2 separate regions of the Cricetulus griseus genome follow, and region 2 is linked to region 1. Evidence: chromatin contacts called from public Hi-C data. All regions are on one chromosome and are shown on one strand. Each heading gives the region's core, a stretch centred on a gene start, on an enhancer-like site or on the middle of the called end of the contact. The rest is flanking DNA. Distances are from core to core; before and after follow the strand shown.

Region 1 (5,207 bases), core at 2,547-5,046:
TCTTGTGGGGTATGCTTTATCTATTGATATGCTAACTGATCACTGACTGTTAAACCTACTTTGCATTCCTGAGGAAGATTCCTTATGGCTGCTGTGTTAGTTACTGTTCTTGTTGCAGAGACAAAACATCTGACAGAGATAACTTAAGGGTGTGTTGACATAACAGCACATTCCCAGGGCGGCAGGAAAGAAAGGCATGGCTGGAGCCCACCCTTTCTCAGATACCCACCTCCTCCAGCAAGGCTCTACCTCCTGAGGATACCACAGCCTCCACAAATAGCACTGCCATCCAGTGTTTAGATACTTGATCCTTTGAAGACATTGTCCATTCAAACCCCAACAGGCACTATATTTCTTACCTTTTCCATATTTCTGGATTTCATTTGTTTGCATTTTATTGTATTTCATGATGTGCCCCTTAGTTTTTGTTTTGTCTTACCCCTCATGGTATTATTGTTTGGCATCATGATGGTATTAGATTAATATTGAACTCAGAACCATTCTTTAAATGTTATTTTCAACATTGAAGACATCTGGGCCTGATATATATATATACACACACACACACACACATGTATGTATGTGTATAGACACATATGCCTGTGTGTGTGTGTTTAAAACTAAAAATTCAGAGTTTCCTTACTTATTCCATATCTATTCATATTGTTTACATCTTCGTGAGTCAGTTTTGGTAGTTTGCGTTCTAGAAATCTATTCATTTCATTAAAGTTGTATGCTTTTTCCACACATTATCAATTTGTTTACAATTCTTTCATTGCTGTGAATATGGTAGGAACTATCTTTTTCACTTCTAATTCTATTCATTTAATTTCTCACTTCTTTGTTAGTTTAGCTTAAGATTTCTTAATCTTTTCAAGGAATAAGTTTTTTGTTTCATACGTGGATGTGTGTGTGTGTGTGTTCCTGTGTGTGAGTCAGAGGACAACCTCAGGCATCAGTCTTATACCTTGTTTAAGGCAGTCTCTTGCTCACCACTGAGGTACTCCAGGGGAGCAGAATTTTCCTGTCTTTACTAGTCATCTCCCCCCAGGAGCATTGAGATCAGAGATCTGTTCTCCTGTGTCTAGCTTTATGTGAGTTCTGGGGATATGAACTTAGGTCCTCATGCTTTGCAAGTACTTTACCCACTAAGCTGTCTCTCCAGCCCAATTTTCTCCATTGTTTTTATACCCACTATATCATTAATTTCTTCCCCAGTCTTTATTAGTTCCTTCCACCTGTTTGTTTTAGATTTGGTTTGCTTTTCTTATTATAGTATCTTAAATTAGAAAGTTATAATATTGATGCATAATCTTTTTCTCTTAACATACACATTTCTAAAAACATCTTTTATCTCAAGTTCCAATTTAGCAGCATCCCCACGTTATAGCACAATGTGTCTTTAATATCATTCATCTCAATTCTAATATCCCACTTTAATTTCTTCTTTGACTGAGCATATATTTTTCTTTCAGAAGTGTATGTCCTCACACTTTACAGTTAGGTCTGTGATCCATTTAAAGTTAATTTCCTGAAAAGTATGAAGTCTGAGCTTAGATGCATTCAAAATTTTTTATTTATTTATAATACTTAATTTTTAATTATGTGTTTGCAGTACCCAAGCAGACCAGGAGAGGGCATCAGTTACCTCAGAGCTGGAGTTCACGGGCTTATGAGCCACCTGATGTGGGTGCTGATAAAAGAAATCCAGTCCCTTGCAGGAGCAATAAGTTCTCTTAACTATTGAGTCATCTTCCCAGCCTGTAGATCATTTTTTTTTCTCTCTTGTGAATGATCCTCCAGCTGTTTCAGCAATGTTTTTTGGAAAGACTCTTCTTCCTTCACCAAATTGCCTTTGCTTTTTGCACTTGTTGGCTACATTTTTTTTATTACCTTTCTTCTAGAAGGCATACACATTTTAACTTACAGCACTAGTTTTGGATTCATGTGAATTTCATTCTAGGGAGGTGTCGGAGCATTGTTCTCTTTATCTTCGCCTGTGTTTCCTCTCTTCGTGACATTTTGTTTTACATATTCTACTTAACAAAGATTTCAAACACAACAGCACAAGCTATACTTCTATTTTTTATGCTGCTGTATCTTCTAAGAAAGATGAGAAATGCCAGGCATGGAGGCACATGTCTTTAATCCCAGCATTTGGGAGATACAGACAAGCATCTCTCCGATTTTGAGGCCAGCCTGGCCTACACAGCAAGGTTCCAGGACAGTCAAGGCTACATAGAGAAACCCTGTCTCAAAAAACCCACCAACCAATAACAACCACCGAAAAAAGAAAGAAGGAAAGGAAGGAAAGGAAAGAAGGAAAGGAAGGAAGGAAGGAAGGAGAGAGAAAATCACTTCTTTAGTTCTTCAAATGTTTTAGAGCTACATTGAAGACTTGCCTAAATTTTAGATCTGTTGGCATCTCAGGCAGTTTCTGCTTTCTTCTCCACTCTACCCTCCTCCTCAGTGTGAGTCATTTATTTATTTACCTATCTACTTATTTGTTGTAAGAACTAAGCTTTTTAGATAACATGTTATAGGAATATTACTAGAATTGCCAGTGTCTGAACCTGCGTCCTCAGCAAGCCAGGGAAAGCAATCTATCCCCACTAGGCCAATTAACCAGATGAGCAATACTGAAAAGCAAAGAGGTTTATTCTGTGTGGCCACATTTCAAAGAAGGACAAATAAAAGGTCCAGTGACCTTCCACTCACCATCCACTCAAGTCCATCTTCTGGACCTTGGCAAGCAGTTTAAGGAGGGGTATGCATAACAAAGTGGTCCAGATCAAGTGTAGTCAAGGAGTAGTCCTTCCCACCACTGACTAACCTGTCATCCTCCTGTTAGCTCTGGTTATTCCCAGCACTGACCCATCATCCTCATCTAGACTCTGGTCCTTCCCACCACTGACCAGTCATCCTTGTCTTGGCTCTGGTGTCTACTGTGAGAGATGGTCTGATAAGTTATCAGAACAGGCTGGGTGTTGGTGGCGCACACCTTTAATCCCAGCACTTGGGAGGCAGAGGCAGGCAGATCTCTGTGAGTTCGAGGCCAGCCTGGTCTACAGAGTGAGAGCCTTCCAAAGCTACACAGAGAAACCCAATCTCAAAAAACCAAAAAAAAAAAAAAAAAAAAAGTTATCAGAACTATGTGAAAGCTCTTCCCTCTACTGGGCACCAGACTTCAGCAAGTACCTTTCCCACTGTGAAACTACTCCACAAGCCAATCCCATTGGCTCTATTTTCAAAATACAATTCCAATCTAGCTACTTCTCAAGATCTTTGAAACTACCCTACCCCTGGTGGCAGTGGTAGATCACTTGCTAGGAATGCTTAGGGCCCTTGGGTTCAATGTGGAACACATTAAAAATAAAGCAAAATAAATAAGTACCCAAACCCTCCTTTCTGTGCTTAAGTTCCGCAAGAAAGATAATTTTATTTTGGATGTGGAAAGGAGTGTCAGAATCATTGATAAATTTACACCACGGACCATTTGTCCCCTGGAAGGTTCCTTTCTTTTTACCCTTTAAGTCTCAGCTCAAAATCTATCTTCTATGAAACCTTTACCAACTTCCCCAACTGAATTAATTTAACATACAGTTATTAAACATTTTTGATTTTTGGTTTATCTGAATACATTTTGTTGAAAGATCAAAATGACCAAGACCAGATACTTGAAGAGAATGTCACCTGAACTGTGGTTTTGGAGGAAGGAAGTTTGGGTCACGGACCTACATTTTTTGGTTTCTGGTGATGGCCTCATGCTGTTACACAACACGCAGAGAAACAAGAGGAAGGAAGTGTATGCAAAGAGGAAACAGCCACAAGGAGTTGGGTTGGGAGGCACTGAGCTCGCTCTATGACTATCCACTCTCAGCACCTGTGGGGATCAATGGTGACACTTCTGTTGCCCAAATCCCCCTCAAAGGTCCCCAAACATGAGTTTGGGCAGGGACAAATTGCATCCAAGTCATGGCGGAGCTTGTATTTCAAAGAAGAACTTTGATTTATCCTGAACTGAGCATGTGTTGTCTGTGGTTTGCAATTACCACAGTCTCTCATAGCTTTTTAATTATGTGTGTGCATGGGCATGGGTATGGGCATGGGTATGGGCAGATGACCATGGAGGTCAGAGGCATCAGGTCCCCTAGGGCTGAACCTGAGTGAGCTGCCAGACTTGAGTGTTAGGCTTCGAACTTGGTTCCTCTGCAACAGTAGTAAATACTTTCCATCTCTTCCACCCAACACATTCATTGTCTGTCCCACACACTGCTTTTTCCACACTCATTATCTTAATAGAATCATTCGTGCATTTTTTCCTTTTCTAGTCAGTCCCATTGGATCTATTTTTGAAACATAATATATAACCCAGATTCATCTCTCAAGATCTCTGAAAATACCTCTACCTTCTTCCCACATATACTATGGTATCTACTAACTCCTTGCTCCTTGGCCTGTGTACAACAGCCAATGGGCTTCTCCTAAAATATGAGTCAGCTCACATTACTCTTCTGCCCAAAACTGTGCAGGGCAGGCTGGGGATCAAGCTCAGTAGCAGGGGTCCTGCCTAGAGTAACCCAAGCCTTGGGTTCAATCTCCAGCATGGTAATAAAGCAAAAGCAGCTGCCCATCCTCCAGGGATCATCTATACACAGAGAAATTGAGCTACTGGCCTTAGAACCTGGCTGGTCCTTCACACACCCACCCTACTTGGAATTACTAGTTTCTACACATCCCACACATTCTCCACCTTGCGATCTTAACATTTTGATATCTCTGGTGGAAACCACTCCCACAATGAACCCATATTTACATGCCTCCTTAACCTCCTGTGGTGGTTTGAAAGAAGATGGCCCTCAGAGGGAGTGGCACTATTAGGAGGTGTGGCCTTGTTGGAGGAAGTGTGTCACTGTAGGGTTGTGCTTTGAAGTCTCCTATGCTTAAGCTATGCCCAGTGCCACAGAGTCCTTATGCTGCCTGTGGATTAAGTTGTAGACCTCTCAGCTCCTTCTCTAGCACCACATCTGCCTGCACACTGAGCCATGATGATAATGGACTAAACCTCTGAAACCATAAGCTAGCCCAAGTCAAATGTTTTCCTTTATAAGAGTTGTGGTGGTCATGGTGTCTCTTCACAGCAATAGAAATCCTAACACATCCCTTCCTTTAAGTCCTTGGCCCCAATCCCACTTCTAGTAAGGTCT
Region 2 (4,768 bases), core at 2,221-4,720, 170 kb after region 1:
TCAGTTGATGGTTCATTGACAAAAATAATTATAGAAAAACTGAAAACAGACATGGTAAAGCATCCAGCGCCTTAGTGACAGTTAACATTTCACCATATTTCTAGTTTTTAAATTTTTAGTTTTGTTTGTTCTTTTGGAGAAACATTTCTTTTTACAGCTTCACAGGGGTGTGTCATACAGAGGGATCTTCCATTCCTTTCTGTTCCAGGAAGCATAACAAAGAGTGAAAATGAAGGGCACTAAAGCAAATGCTTGGCTTCAGTGTGTCTACTATGTGTTTAATTTTTGCAAGGTCAATCAATCGCAAGCCTTTGCTGTTTAACTACTGTTACTCAGAAATTACTTTGGCATATCTAACTGTCCATCATGACTGGGGGACAGAGCTTCTCCGAATCACTCAGTTCCCCAAGCAGAAAAGGGCTATTTGTTTGCCCTCTCACAAGCAGGTGCATTTGTACAGGGAAAATGGACCTTCAGGGCAAATCAGTTCTTTTGACCTACTATTTCAAGTGCTAATAGAATGATTACTAATTTATTGTTTCAATAAAAAATATTAGGGAAAGAAGTATTAGTAAAGAATACTAATAAAATATCTCAAATCTTCAAGCTTACATTCATAAGGCCACATAAGACTTTCTCAAAGAGAAATTAAATTGACAACCTATAAATATATTTTAGCACTGGTAGACCACAAATGTCCAAGACATGTACAATTAATTTTGATGTTCTGATTTTGTCACTGGTCATCATAGCTGAAGGGGAGATTCTGAGACTGGATAATGTAATGTTACCCTTTTAAAACTTCTAAGAACTTGAAGCAGTGATTTGCAAACTGGACCCTCTCCTCATCCCCCTTCCTTTCTTTTCGATGACAAAGTTTCACATAACCCAGGCTGCCCTCTAACTCTTATGTAGACAGGGTGGCTTTGAACTTTTGATCCTCCTGCCTGCACATGCTTAGTGCCGGGGTTATAGCGCCAGTGTATGCAGTACTGGGGATGGGATCCAGGGCTTCCTGCAGGCTAGGCTAGCTGCACCACTGAGCTCTGTCCTCAGCTGCAAATTGATTTCTAAAGATAGCCACTCATCCATTCCAATAAGCAAAGGCCGTACCCTACTCTAATGGTTAACATGAGTGTCACCCATAAATTCACAGCAGTGGTTTGGTCTTCAATTCCAGCAGGAAGCCTGAGAAGTATTTCAAGAAGAAAGCAGTTAAACCCGGACATACTGCCTTTGGGACTTTGCTGAATCAGTTTCCTGTGAGTCTGAGGCAGGAGTGCGGGAGAATTACAGCAAAGTGCTGGGAGGAAACACTGTAAAAGAGCCTGTGGGGGAGTGAAAACTGGCTAGTGTCGCAACTCCAGTTTGTTTTGATTTGAAACTGGGGCTCCTGTTGCCCTAGCTGCTTTGAAATTTCGGGGCTCAAGCATGTTTCTGCCTCAGTTTCCCCTGTGGTTGATACTACACACCCACTGGCTTGGTTTTGGCTTTCACAAAACAGCCTGGGAAAGAGGTAGACGGGTGACTTCTTAGTGTTTTCCTAGCTTTCTAACCTTTAGGTTATTAGTCTTATTGTGTTTACCTGTGTGTGTGTGTGTGTGTGTGTGTGTGTGTGTGTGTGTGTGTGTGTGTGTGCATATGTGCACGCACACACATGCACATTATTGAGGGACACATGTGCCATACTACATGTATGGAAATCAGAGCAAAACTTTGTGGAGTTGGTTGTGGATGAAAGTTTCTGTCTAGCCCAGTATCGCAGCCCAGTCCCAAATAAACACACAGAAACTCATTATTATTTATAAACTGTTTGGCCTATTGCTCAGGTTTCTTATTGGCTAGCTCTCTCAATTATTAACCCATAACTATTAATCTATGTATCTCCACATGGTCTTGGCTTACCAGAGAATGCCCAGAAGTCCAACCTTCCTGGTAGCTACATGGCATCTCCTTGACACTATTACCTTTTTCTATTCCTGTTTGGATCTCCCACCTGGCTAAATCCTTTATGTCCATTGGCCGAAACAGCTTTATTCATCAACCAATAAGAGAAACATATATTCACAGCATATAGAAGAACACCCCCTAAAAGGCCCCTGAAGGCTCAGGACCCCAGGATCTCGGCCCAGGACCTTGGCAACCCCAATCACCAGGTGGAGGTGAAAGCTTGATGTAAACAGCAAGAGGTATTATTGCAGTTGTTTAATGAGCTAACCCCATGTTAGCTCGGGCCTTTCATCCATCCACCATGGCAGATGGCTAGGAAAGACGCCTCAAAGCCACAGCATAGAGATCTTATAGGGCAGTGTAAGGCGAGTGTCCAGGCATACCCACAGGCTCAGGATTGGTGTGCCTCCAGGCTTGGAGGGTTTGCCCTGTGTTGATCGGTCAACTGGTTGTTATGGCCCATAGGCCCTCCCAGGGCGGTTGCTATGCTCTGCATGTCATTGCTGTGCACTTGTCCGTAAAGCACACCCAGAGCCATAAAGCATAGCACTACCAGCTAACTTCTGATTGGTTCCTTACCATGAGGCAGGCATCTGACCTCCTAGTGACCAAGTCAAGGTCAGGCAAGCACATGTTAGACTGTCATGGCTGCCAAAATGGGGAGCTGGTCCCTTCACCCCCATCAGTTGGTTCTTCCTTTCCTCCTTTAGGTGAATTCTGGGTACTTGGGCAAGGAGAATTGTGTATATCAGGGGTCTAGGGGTACAGAGATCCACTCTATAAGGACTCTTTCTGCTCTTCCAGAGGACCTGTGTTTGGTTCCCAGCACTCACATCATGCAATGTAATTCACAACCAACTCTAACTCCAGCTTCAGGAGATCTGATGCCATTTACAGGCCTCTGCAGACACGCACACATTCACACACACACACACACACACACACACACACACACACACACACACACACACACACACACACACACACACACACGATAATAAATAGTTCTTCTTTTTCTCTTCCATCCTTTCTTTCTTATTTGGTTTTTCAAGACAGGGTTTCTCTGTGTAGCCCTGGCTCTCCTGGAACTCACTCTGTAGACCAGGCTGGCTTCAAACTCACAGAATTCCACCTTCTTCTGCCTCCCAAGTGCTGGGAATAAAGGAGTACAACACCACCTCTCAGCTTTATATTTTTGTTTTATGTGTATGAGTATTTGTCTGCATGTATATCTGTGTACCATGTGACTGCCTTATGACCAAAGAATCCAGAAGAAGGCATGGGATTCCTTGGAACTAGAGTTAGAGATAGTTGTGAGCCACCATACCTGTGCTGGAAACTGAACCCAGATCCTCTCTCTGCAAGAGTAGCAAGTGCTCATAATTGCTGAGCCATCGCTCCAGCTCCCTAAAGAAAGCTTTTTTAAAAGAGGAGGAAAAGCACTTCTATTTGCTGAGCCACTTCCTTGGCCCTCAGCCTAACTAAAGCTTAACCTTGCAGTGTAGGTTTGAGAGGCAGAAATCCCAGTGTACCTGGGGAATGAAGGAGCCTCGCCCACTTAGGAACAATCTCAGCACACACCACCTACAAATCTTTGCTTGAAAGCAATTTCTCTGAACTGGTGTGAAGTAGGGACATCTTGTGGCCACTTGCAGTAACATCGGGTGTTGAATTCCAAGCCAAGTGTTCACCCCTGGTTGCACTCTGAATACTAGCCATGGCCACCTAACCTCTGTGCTCCTCTTTTTGAACTGTAACTGCTAGTCTGTTGTTTAAAAGATCACGCTCTTATCGAGGGAAATGCTTAAATGATCCCCCTGAGTTGTCCTCGTCCTACTTTAGATACAAATAAAAAACAAGACGGTGGGTAGACTTTAAATAGGCAGAAGCGCTGGAGGTAAAAGCAGCTGCGGGTCTTGGCATGTATATGCTCCTCATTTGCTTGTGGCCTTGGAGAAGGCAAGTCACCTTTCTGTTAGATAAATCAGTAACTATCATCAGGGGTAAGTGAGATAGTGTGAGGAACTAAGTTGGTGGATTTCTGCAAGGGTGGCCTAGTTTAAATAAGTCATTGTGAGCAGAAGCCAGGGATTCTTTGGTTATCCCTTTTTTCCCCACCTGTAAGAGGCAGATGTAAGATGACCATGGATTGCTTGTGTTTTAACCTTTTATAATCAGTTTTGTTGTCTCCCTCTTGGAGTCTCTTCATTCCAGTAGCCTGAGGTTGTCAGTGTGAGTTTGGTCTACAACTTTGTGGAAAGCATTTGTTTTCTTTGTAATTCATTCTGAGTGACCAATTTCTAAAGGAAAACTTAGGCCTCTCATAGTTCCCTTTCTTTGCTGACAATTCAGTGTTCTGGTTGTGGCAGCTTGAGCACATTTCTGAACCCGAGAGACACATTGTCATTCTGGGAAATACTTAAGTCTTCAGGGTGCTCTGTTAGAAGACGTAACAAGTAACATCTGGCTCACTTATGACATCTTAAAGGGTCAGCACCTTTGTGCTCCTGCCCCAGGGTCATCAGGCTCAGCCATGCTGGGGCTTAACATAGCTTTCTCCCTCTCTCCCCAGCTTACTTGTTTCTTAACAAAATGTTGGGACTTAGGTAAAATCTGAAAATTGAGCTACACTTATCAGCATCTGGAATGGTAGAAAGTAAGTCGTCTTGTACGTTGGTATGTTGTTCTTCCCTTCACTTTGTTCCTTTCTTGTGATGAGAATTCTACCCCCCCAAACAGTCCCAATTCCCCCAGGAGAGGAGTGACACTTGCTGATACAAGGCACAGCTCTCACCTCACAGCACATAAGAGAGGTAGT

The links. Hi-C and Micro-C count contacts between places; a contact is called where the count stands out from the background.
Region 2: a contact with region 1 is called in a Hi-C map of the CHK-Q cell line, with 6 times the contacts expected there. The contact joins two enhancer-like sites. A contact is called at or near these places in 7 of 8 Hi-C or Micro-C datasets (the CHK-Q cell line, the CHL-YN cell line, the CHO-K1 cell line and 2 more).

Annotation. Positions count from the first base shown.
Region 1 is chr3:250,808,960-250,814,166 of CriGri-PICRH-1.0, forward strand. No RefSeq gene overlaps it. Among named protein-coding and RNA genes, the nearest start is that of Mboat1, 49 kb to the right of the region's middle. Within about 2 kb of position 3,797, at least 2 of the 6 cell types and tissues checked have open chromatin away from gene starts, as enhancers often do.
Region 2 is chr3:250,979,406-250,984,173 of CriGri-PICRH-1.0, forward strand. No RefSeq gene overlaps it. Among named protein-coding and RNA genes, the nearest start is that of Mboat1, 120 kb to the left of the region's middle. Within about 2 kb of position 3,471, at least 1 of the 6 cell types and tissues checked has open chromatin away from gene starts, as enhancers often do.